3 separate regions of the Pan troglodytes genome follow, and regions 2 and 3 are each linked to region 1. Evidence: chromatin contacts called from public HiChIP or PLAC-seq data. All regions are on one chromosome and are shown on one strand. The core of a region is the stretch at or near the end of the contact, and the rest is flanking DNA. Distances in the headings are between cores, read along the strand shown. Region 1 holds the start of UNC119 (unc-119 lipid binding chaperone). Region 2 holds the start of SARM1 (sterile alpha and TIR motif containing 1). Region 3 holds the start of SLC46A1 (solute carrier family 46 member 1).

Region 1 (3,092 bases), core at 342-2,841:
GAATGGCTGCTGCCTAGCTCAGTAAGGAGAGAGGAATTGGCCCCCAGGGACCCAGGAGCACAGGCTCAAGGCTGTCTCCCCTCCACAGCTCTGTCTAGGAGTCCGGTGTTCTGCTGCTTTGGAAGCTCTAGGGCTCAGGTCCACTCCAATACATGCCCCCCATACCCACAGAGAGGCCCCCCCAACAGTTATTCTCACAAAGGGGGCCAGGGCAGGTTGCTGGTGAATGTGGCCAAGGGGGAGAGCCACTGTCTCTCCATGCACCTTTCATCCTTTGAGGCTCATCCAAAGCCTCTGCTATGAGGTTTCCTAGCCCTCGTTCCCTGCCTATGATGACCCCCTCCCCTGCCCTGAAAGCCAAGTTGTTTGACTCCAGGCAGCAGCTATGAGCAGCCCTGTAGGGCCCAAAAATACTACTGATCAAAGAGCCCAATGTACACAGCATGCATAGATGCCAAGCACTGTACAGAATCAGAGGACTTATCTTCACAATAATCTTACGAGATAGGTATCATTATCCCCATTTTACAGATGAAAAGACATGCTCAGAGAGGTGAGGTTACTTGCCCAAGGTCACACAGACAATTATATGGCAGAGTTGGAACTCCAACCCAGGCAGTCCAGCTCAGAAACTCTTAACCACAGTGGAGACCAAGCCTCCCTTGATGACAGAGCCTCCAGAAGAGGACAGGTGCTAGTCCAGGCTTGGAGGGACATTATGCCACTCCCCATGAGAGGAACCACAGCCAACACACTAAAGCTGCCTGCTCAGTTTCTTTCCCGGGGAAGAAAATGGCCCAAGTCTTCCTGGAGGATCAGGGTGAGGGTATTAATGGTTGGGGAGACATGAAGAGTCTGAATGCCTCCCAAGTAACTCAGCCTCCACCTAGCCTCCAGCGTGGGGGCTGAGGACAGGCTGCACTCAGCCCCTCTCCTCATTAGTGCAGGGACGGGCCTCAAAGCGCTCTGGAGACTCCACAGCTACAGGGCTATGGTTGCAGCTGCTGCCGCACGTACCTCCACGCTGGGAAAAGGGGACGGGCCCCTGGAAAAGGAAGGAATAAATCTCGAAAGGGAGAAGAAGGAGGCACAGAGAGAGATCAAGGGAAGGGGGTACACAGAGATCTCAGACCTGGCGGCAGAAGGGAGAGCAGGGGACACAGGAGAGGGGACTCGGTGGGGGAGGGGAGGCGGGAAAGGGGGCGGGGGCCAGGGCTTGGCGCGCCGGGAGGGCCCCTCGCACCCTCTCCCCTTCCCACCCGCGGGCGGCGCTCCCTAGCGGGTGCTCACCACCGGTGATCCGCTGCAGCCCCAGCACGTCCTCCGGCCCGATCGGCTGCTTCCTCTGCAGCGGCCCCGGCCTGGGCCCTGGGCCTGCGTCCGGCTCCGACTCGGACCCAGATTCGGATTCCGCAGGCGGCTGTGGTATGGGGGCCACGCTCGGGCCCGAGGGCCCCGGAGCGGGCTCCGTCCCCGTCCCGGCCCCACCGCCGCCCTTCTTCACCTTCATGGCCTTGCGGGGCCGCGGCTCGCCTGCTGCTGCCGCCGCTGCCTGCGCCGGCTGGAGCCGGGGGAAGGGGGAGCATCCGCAGCCCCGCCCCCGGCCGGGGCCCCAGGTACTGCCCCGCCCCGGCCCCGCCCCTGGGGTGGGCCCTGCGCTGATCCCGCCCGCCGCCCGGCCCAACCCTCCCGAAATGCGGCGGACGCAGGGGATGGGAGTCGGGGTATCCTGCCCTGGGCTTCATTCTGTTTTTCTAACACTTTCTTGTACTGGTACTAGTGGGGTCCTGACTACCTCTCCGCTTACTCATGGTGTTCCAGCCTTTCTGCCCGTGAGTTCCAGGCTCAGGGTCTCTGCTTGGATGGTCTTCCCCAGATGGCCTCTTTTCTCCTAGTTACAGCTCAAATGTCATCTGCTCAAAGGGCCTCCCTCACACCCAGTCTGAAGTCCTTCCCCCTCAGTCACTATCTGACCAGCCTGTTTTTGTCTTTCTAATGCATTATGTGAAATTATTTTTATTTGTCCGCTGACTCTTCCCCCTGAAAGCTCAGCTCTGTGAAAGCACTGGTCCTGCCTACTTTGTTCTCTGTAGGACCCCTGTACCTAGCAGAAGGCTCCCTGCAGCTGGTGCTCAAGACTTTTTTTTTTTTTTTTTTTTTTTTTTTTTTGACCTGATGAATTAGTATCTCAGGTAAAAAGCAGATGCTAACAGCCTTGGGCAATCCAGCTAGGAAGGGCACATGGCCACGTGGAAGCAAAGTGGACCTGTGGGCACAGGAGGACAAACACCAGGAAACTTACTTATTACGCGTGAATGCAGAAAGAGTAGAGCTCAGACTTTGTATCATTCCAATTCATATTCAGTCAGTATTTATTAAGAGCCTACTATACGCCAGACACTTTACATGCTGATCACATTTAATCCTCACAACCATCTTGTAAGGGAGACATCATCAGTGCCATTTGAACAAATGAAAAACTGAGGCTCAGAGAGATTCAATACCTTATCCAAAGCTCTCCAGACAATAAGTGCAAAAACAAGGATTTGAATTCAGGACTGTTTGATTCCAAATCTGGAACTTTCTGGAACCTCTCTCACACACACACACACACACACACACACACACACACACACACACACACAAAAAACACCATGTCCTGAGCTGCTGCCTCCTGGACTCCCGCCAGACTGTACCTGACAGACAAAGCCAACTAGGAGGGAGGGGAGTGAGGGAGAAGGTCCCACAGGTGACCAATGCCTGGCCCCTTCATGACAGCAGGGGCTAGGGCTGTCCCACAGGGACTAGAGAGAGGTGTGGAAGGGAGGGACTTTCCCATAATGCTCCCTCCTCTCAGTGCACAAGTGTGCTATGTTGAGAAATGGGGCAAAAGAACAAACAGTCCTTGCCACAGAGGGAGATAGGCAGCAGCCTTATCAAACAAGATAAGGAGACCCGGATGATGTGCCTTTTGAGGCCCCTGGTGGTGGAGGAGGATTGAGCCAGGTGAATGGGAAAGGAAGAAAAGATGAACCCATCTTGGAGTGTTGTACTTTGGTTGCTGGAGAGCCAACAGTGGAGACTGGAGACAA
Region 2 (3,092 bases), core at 221-2,720, 180 kb before region 1:
CCGGCATAGTGAACACATCCCCGCGAGTCACTGCAGAGAGTGGATGGTAGTGAGTCTCCAGCAGCAGGGGGCACCCCAGCCCACCCACCTGGGCTCTGAACACACCTTGGGGCTTGCACTCAGCCGTATAGTCTGTGCAGCAGCTCTGGTAGTAAGAGCAGAGCTCGTCACACTGGCACTTCTTGTCCGCGTTGAAGCCCTCAGTGCAGCGGCCCTTGCATGACTCTATGAGGAAGGAGTGTCAGTCGGTGCCACCAAGCCCAGACCACCCTCGCCCTCCCTACACTGACCCAGATGGCCACCAACACTCCCCTGTACCTTGGTCAGCCAGAGCAACCCATGCCAGCAGGGCCAGTATGAGAAGGGGTCTCAGGGGTGCCATGGCAGGGCTTCTAGCTCAGTGCCTGGCAAGCTGGGCTCTGGTCTCCCTGAAGTCTCTGCTCTGATGCCTGAGGAAGGGAGGGAGAGGCAGAGACAGGGAAGGAGGGCACTGGAGAAGAGGAACTGCCTTTTCTGCTGCTCTGTTTGCTCAACCTCCAGCCCATCCCCTCTGCCCCCTCCAGCGGCTGCTGCAGCAAAGGTCACATTCCTGGAACACTGGGCCTGGGAGAGCTGGGAGATAAGACCTTTGCCAAGCTCAGAATCATTAGGTCATCAGAAGGGGAATTAGCACCGTGGGTCTGGAGGGCAGAAAGAAGGCTCATTGGGCAACAGCTTTATCTCTCTGAGTCTTAGTTCATTTTCAGTAAAATAGGATTAACAAAGCCTTGCTTCATGGGGTGTTGGGAGATTACATGAACTGGAACAGACAAAATGCCCAGTAGCTGGAGCAGCCACAAATTCCTTCTCCAAACATAGATATTGATCCATGATTGTTTGATCAGACACATCCCTGGCTGGGTGCTCATTCGCCATTATTTATTTAGGGCAGGAAAAAGGGAGTGGGAGGAGAGATTGTAAGCACTCCGGGGAATTTTATTTTTTAGCATAAAAGAACAAAGTTTCATTTCTGGGTTCTTCTCTTGGGTGCATCAATCTCCCCAGGCTGGAAATTTGGGTAAATATCAACCCACTGGACTGGATTTAATTTCTGAGTCTTTTCTGAGCCACTCCCTGTCCCCAGCCTCAGTCTCCCCATCTGTAAAGAGTGGGCTTGTTCAACACACTTTTAGACTCTCAAGAGAAATATGATCCCTCTACCTGGAAAATGCCCACTGGCATGAAACACCTGATTTTGTGCCCAATTTCAGGTGTCCACAGAACTTCTGAAATCCTCCCATCACCTGAAAAAAGTGATCCTGAGATTTTAGCTGACTTTTTCTGTTCTGTAATCAGAGGGGACTGTGATTTGGGCCAATTTCTTCCTCATGGGCTTCAGTGGAGTCAGCTGTGGAATGGAACATCAATTCCCACCCCATAGGCATGTTGTGAGGTTTCGCTGAGAAACAGCCATAAAAGGGCCTTAAGAGTTATGATGATTGTTTTAACCACTTAGTAGGGAGGGGGCATCCAGCGGTGTTGCTCCCACGTACCGATGTCACGTGGGGCGGGGAGGCGGGGCGGAGAACGGAGAGCGTCCTCTTATTCTCCACCCCCTTTCTCCAAGTCCAGCGTAGGGGGTGGCGGCTGCGACTGACCGAGGGGCTAGGGAAGGCTGGCCAGGGGCGTGGGCGTGGCTGGGGACGGCTTGGGGGTGGGGCTGCGCAGGAGGCTGGAGGAGCCCCGCGGGACCCAGAGGCGGGGCGTCGGCCCGGGGACCGCTGCTGCTCCGGGGCGTGGCTGCTGCCGAGCATCTCCCAGCTCAGCAGAGCCCGTGCCCAGGCCACGCTTTGTTCCAGCCGCCGCCTCCTCTACCCTCCGGCGTCCGGAGCCATCCCTCGCCTGCTCGCTCTCTCCTTTCGCCCACTCCCTGCATCTGGGCCTGCATCACCTTTGCCAACCGCTCCCCCGATCCTGCCGACACTCCTCCCCCAAACTTCTGACCGGCACCCTTGCCTGGTACCCTTCTCTCCATTCCTCCCCCTCCATCTTCTTTCCCCGACCCCTCTCGGGTCCCTCTTTTCCCAAAACCCGGGTCTCTCCGCGTGGCCCCGCCTCCAGGCCGGGGATGTCCCCCGCGGCCCCGCGCCCATGGTCCTGACGCTGCTCCTCTCCGCCTACAAGCTGTGTCGCTTCTTCGCCATGTCGGGCCCACGGCCGGGCGCCGAGCGGCTGGCGGTGCCTGGGCCAGATGGGGGCGGTGGCACGGGCCCATGGTGGGCTGCGGGTGGCCGCGGGCCCCGCGAAGTGTCGCCGGGGGCAGGCACCGAGGTGCAGGACGCCCTGGAGCGCGCGCTGCCGGAGCTGCAGCAGGCCTTGTCCGCGCTGAAGCAGGCGGGCGGCGCGCGGGCCGTGGGCGCCGGCCTGGCCGAGGTCTTCCAACTGGTGGAGGAGGCCTGGCTGCTGCCGGCCGTGGGCCGCGAGGTAGCCCAGGGTCTGTGCGACGCCATCCGCCTCGATGGCGGCCTCGACCTGCTGTTGCGGCTGCTGCAGGCGCCGGAGTTGGAGACGCGTGTGCAGGCCGCGCGCCTGCTGGAGCAGATCCTGGTGGCTGAGAACCGGTGAGCGCGCCAGGCCGGGGTTGGGAGAGCGCCGCGTGGTGTGGACAGTTAAGCGCCTGCGTTCCCGTGTGCCTTGCGCCGTGCCTTTGCCTCCCTCACCTCTCTGACTGCCTGCACTACATCTCTGTTAGGGGTCAGCCTGTCTGTTTCACAGATAAGGAAACTGAGGCTTGGGAAAGTTTAGTGACTTGCTCAGTGGGTCACAGTGAACTAAGATTTGCTCCCAGGGCTAGTGGGGTGAGGAATGGAGTTACAGGACAGGAGTCCGTCCCTGGGTCTATGGATGGAGATGGCATCCTATTGCCAATTCTCCCTCTCCCCCGCCCCCCAAGCCCACAGCTCTCCTTCCCACCGGCTTGGGTTCCCTTCTATGACACCTTCTCTCGCCATCATCCCATCCCCCTCCCAATGAGAGAAGAAGGGAAACACAACGCTCAGAAAAGAGGGAGGGAGACCTCTCCTTTCCCTCCTCCCCAGGCTGTAAGGCGTGCT
Region 3 (3,092 bases), core at 333-2,832, 140 kb before region 1:
GGCAAAGGCAAAGACCACCATCCCCAGGATGTTGAAGGCCAGGCCGATCTCAGCTACCCAGGCATCGGCCAGGCAGTACTGCAGGAGCTTCAGGGCCAGCAGGCTGGTGAGGTAGGGGAGATGCTGAGCTGCAGAACCATAGCCGATTAGTTTGGAGTCCCAGCAGAGGGGTGTGCTTAGTTCATAAAGGGTTAAGATGTCCTGGGCCCCAAAGTGCACAGTGATCACCACGAAGATGGCCAGTGAGTAGAGGGCTAAATGTTTCCTGGACTTCTCTGGGGCGGGAGCCACATAGAGCTGGACAATGGATCGGTGGTGACGGAACGTGAAGAGCCGGGTGGACTTTGGCTCCTTTAAGGTCTCACCAAAGCAGAAAGCTGCATAGAGAGTCATGGCTATCAGCAAGGCCAAGGCCAGCCAGAAGGGGTTGGCATAACCCTGGGCCCGGAGCCAGTGGCCCCCGAGGAGGCTTGCCAGCATCCCAGCCACCCCGATGCTGGCTTCCAGCAGGGCCATCCGGAAGGTGCGGCTGCGGCTGGAGCTGACATCTGCCACGGACGCAAAGCTAGCAGCCAGAAGGCCACCGAAGTCGCCGAGGAGGGCACAAAGGATGCGACCCAGCACGAAGTAGCCGACGTGGAGCTGCAGCTGCACCACAAAAACGGACACTAGGGCCTGGAGCAGCAGGCCCAGCGAGGCCAGCACTAGCAGGGGGCGGCGGCCCACACTGTCGCTCCAAGCTCCCAGCAGGGTGGACGAGAAGAGCCCCACCAGGAAGCCGCCCACGTTCATGTAGAGGGTCCAGTGGGAGGTAAGGGTCTCCACTTCCTGTAGGGGCACAATGACCAGGGTGCGGTTCCTCACTCTGGGTTCCACAATCCCCAAATCCTCGCCATCCCGGGAGCTACAGGGATGAGGACTTCCTTTGGAGCCCTAAACCTCAGAGAATCTTAGCACAGCTTTCAAAATCTGCCAGTGGAGAGGGGGAAGGACATGGACCAAGGCCCCATTCCCTTTCCTTTCCCCCGCTTTTGTTAACCTGCAAGGCCAGACTTTAGCTCAGCTTTTCGCATCCCACCCGCTGAGGTTCTCGGTCAGGCCCCTTTGCTCTGGTCCCGCCCACCATCCAAAATGCACCCTCCCTCCAGTTACCCGCCACTACCATTACGCAGGCCCCGCCCCTCCGCTGCCCCCACGCTCCAGCCCAGGGCCCTCCACCTGCCAGGCTCCTCGCCGCCCCGCTACCTGCATGGTGGGGTCCGCGCTGCGGTTGCTGCAGCCCCCCCTTTGGCGGGTGCCATTGTAGCCGAGGTCGGCGCTGAAGCGGTGCCACAGATACTGCGTGGTGAGCGGGCCCTGCAGGACCAAGGCAAAGTTGGCCAGGAAGACCAGCGGCTCTACCGGGCCCCGGCACAGCACGGCAGCCGCAGGGCGGGCGCGGGGCTTTTCCGGGGGGCTCGCGCTCCCCTCCATGTGCGTGCGCGGCGGAGCTGTCGCCAGGCGGGCGGCGGGGCGCGCGAGCGACTCGCTGCCTGGGACCAGCGACGCGTGGCGTGGGGCTTGCGCTGTCTGCGCCTGCGCCCGGCGTCCCTCCTTAAATGTCCGGCGGGGAGGGGCCTGTGACCTGAGGCCACCGGACTCTCGCCGCGGGTGCACCTGGCTGGGCGTGGGCCAGCGAGGGGCCCGGCACCCCTAGCCCGCGGGATGACCTCACCCGTAAAGTGTGCGTAGACACCGCCCTGCAGCCCTCCCTCCCGGCCCAGACACACCACAGATAACAAGAATATCAACAATTAACATGTATTGACCACTTACTATGTGCTGGGCACGGTATTAAACCCTTTTTGTGCGTTGGTCTCCCGCTAACTCTACAGGCTAGCCAATATTAACCATCGCTATCTACCGCTGAGGAAACGAGGTCATCGGGTACTCAAGGCAGAGCTGGAAGAGCACATGACTCCTGATGCTGCTGATGTTCTGCGCTGTTAACAGAGAGGCAGCTGGAGAGGATCGGAGTGGGCTGAGCCCAGCTGCCTGGGTTGGAACACCTAGGCTCTGCCACTACCTTCGGCATGCCACTTACCACCCTGAGCCTCTGTTTTTTCATCTGTAAAATGGAGTTGCTAACAAAACATGTCTCAAAAAGTTGTGGAAAAGCAGTGTCTGGTATATTCAAAGTGCTATTATTGCTATTAACAGGCTGTCACGTCTGCGAGTGGTGGCTCACACCTGTAATCCCAGCACTTTGGGAGGCTGAGGCGCATGGATCGCTTGAACCCAGGAGTTCGAGACCAATCTGGGCAACACGGTAAAACCCTGTCTCTACAAAAAATACACAAAAATTAGCCAGGCGTAGTAGCAGATACCTGTAGTCCCAGGTACTCGGGTGGCTGAGGTGGGAGGATCAATTAAGCCCAGGAGGCAGAGGTTGCAGTGGGCTGAGATCGCACCACTGCACTCCAGCCTGGGTGACAGAGCAAGACCCTGTCTCAAAAAATATAAAATAAAAATAAAATAAAAAACAAGATGTCACTTGCTCCACTCCTGCCCTAGGATCTTTTCCTGGGAAACTAGTCTTGTTTCTGGGTTCAGGCAGGGCCTGGCTCTGCAGTTCCCTTAGAGAAGATGGGGGAGGGCCTGGGAGGTCCTTGGGTGTGAACCTATGCTCCTGGGTGGCTCCCATTATAGGAATTAGGCCAGAAGGCAGTCACCTGCTCTGCTGCTGAGGAGGTCAGACCCTGTCTGGGCCTCTGTTTTATTGCCTGTAAAAAGGAACAGCATTACCTGCCTTACTCCCCTATCTTTCATTCATTCAGCTCATTTACTGAGTGCCCCTTACGTGCCAGGCACTGTGCTGGGGGACTCCAGGACCACAACAGGAAAGGAAATAGACAAAGCCCTCACCAGGCCCGTTAGTTTCTAGAATGGTGGGAGAGGAAAAATAGTCAAAGAATCCCACTAATTGATAAAAAATTCCAACCGTGGAAAATAGTTTTGAACTCCAAGGGTGCTAATTCAGGGGCTGGAGGTAGGGGGAGCAGAATCAGGAAAGGCCACCTTCCCTGAGAACAGAGCAGCTGAGTGGGTTTCTG

What was found. HiChIP or PLAC-seq counts read pairs in DNA pulled down with a chosen protein or histone mark.
Region 2: a contact with region 1 is called in an H3K4me3 HiChIP or PLAC-seq map of stem cell-derived excitatory neurons, with 3 times the contacts expected there. The contact joins the promoter of SARM1 here to the promoter of UNC119 in region 1. A contact is called at or near these places in 1 of 7 Hi-C or Micro-C datasets (stem cell-derived neural progenitor cells) and 1 of 1 datasets of contacts at active chromatin or transcription factors (stem cell-derived excitatory neurons).
Region 3: an H3K4me3 HiChIP or PLAC-seq map of stem cell-derived excitatory neurons shows a contact between it and region 1, with 3 times the contacts expected there. The contact joins the promoter of SLC46A1 here to the promoter of UNC119 in region 1. A contact is called at or near these places in 1 of 7 Hi-C or Micro-C datasets (stem cell-derived neural progenitor cells) and 1 of 1 datasets of contacts at active chromatin or transcription factors (stem cell-derived excitatory neurons).

The regions. Positions count from the first base shown.
Region 1 is chr19:39,031,633-39,034,724 of NHGRI_mPanTro3-v2.0_pri, reverse strand. UNC119 (unc-119 lipid binding chaperone) reads right to left here and starts at 1,591. Exons shown (of 5, transcript XM_001145903.8): 1 at 1,291-1,591. The coding sequence starts at 1,510. PIGS (phosphatidylinositol glycan anchor biosynthesis class S) reads right to left here. Exons shown (of 12, transcript XM_511797.7): 12 at 2,340-3,092.
Region 2 is chr19:39,211,672-39,214,763 of NHGRI_mPanTro3-v2.0_pri, reverse strand. It overlaps SARM1 (sterile alpha and TIR motif containing 1), which reads left to right and starts at 1,470. Exons shown (of 9, transcript XM_003315537.7): 1 at 1,470-2,600. The coding sequence starts at 2,131. It overlaps VTN (vitronectin), which reads right to left and starts at 552. Exons shown (of 8, transcript XM_001146856.6): 1 at 319-552; 2 at 106-225; 3 at 1-30. The coding sequence starts at 382.
Region 3 is chr19:39,176,595-39,179,686 of NHGRI_mPanTro3-v2.0_pri, reverse strand. It overlaps SLC46A1 (solute carrier family 46 member 1), which reads right to left and starts at 1,582. Exons shown (of 5, transcript XM_016932193.4): 1 at 1,246-1,582; 2 at 1-828. The coding sequence starts at 1,473. LOC129137668 (a long non-coding RNA gene) reads left to right here and starts at 723. Exons shown (of 4, transcript XR_010152926.1): 1 at 723-811; 2 at 2,200-2,308.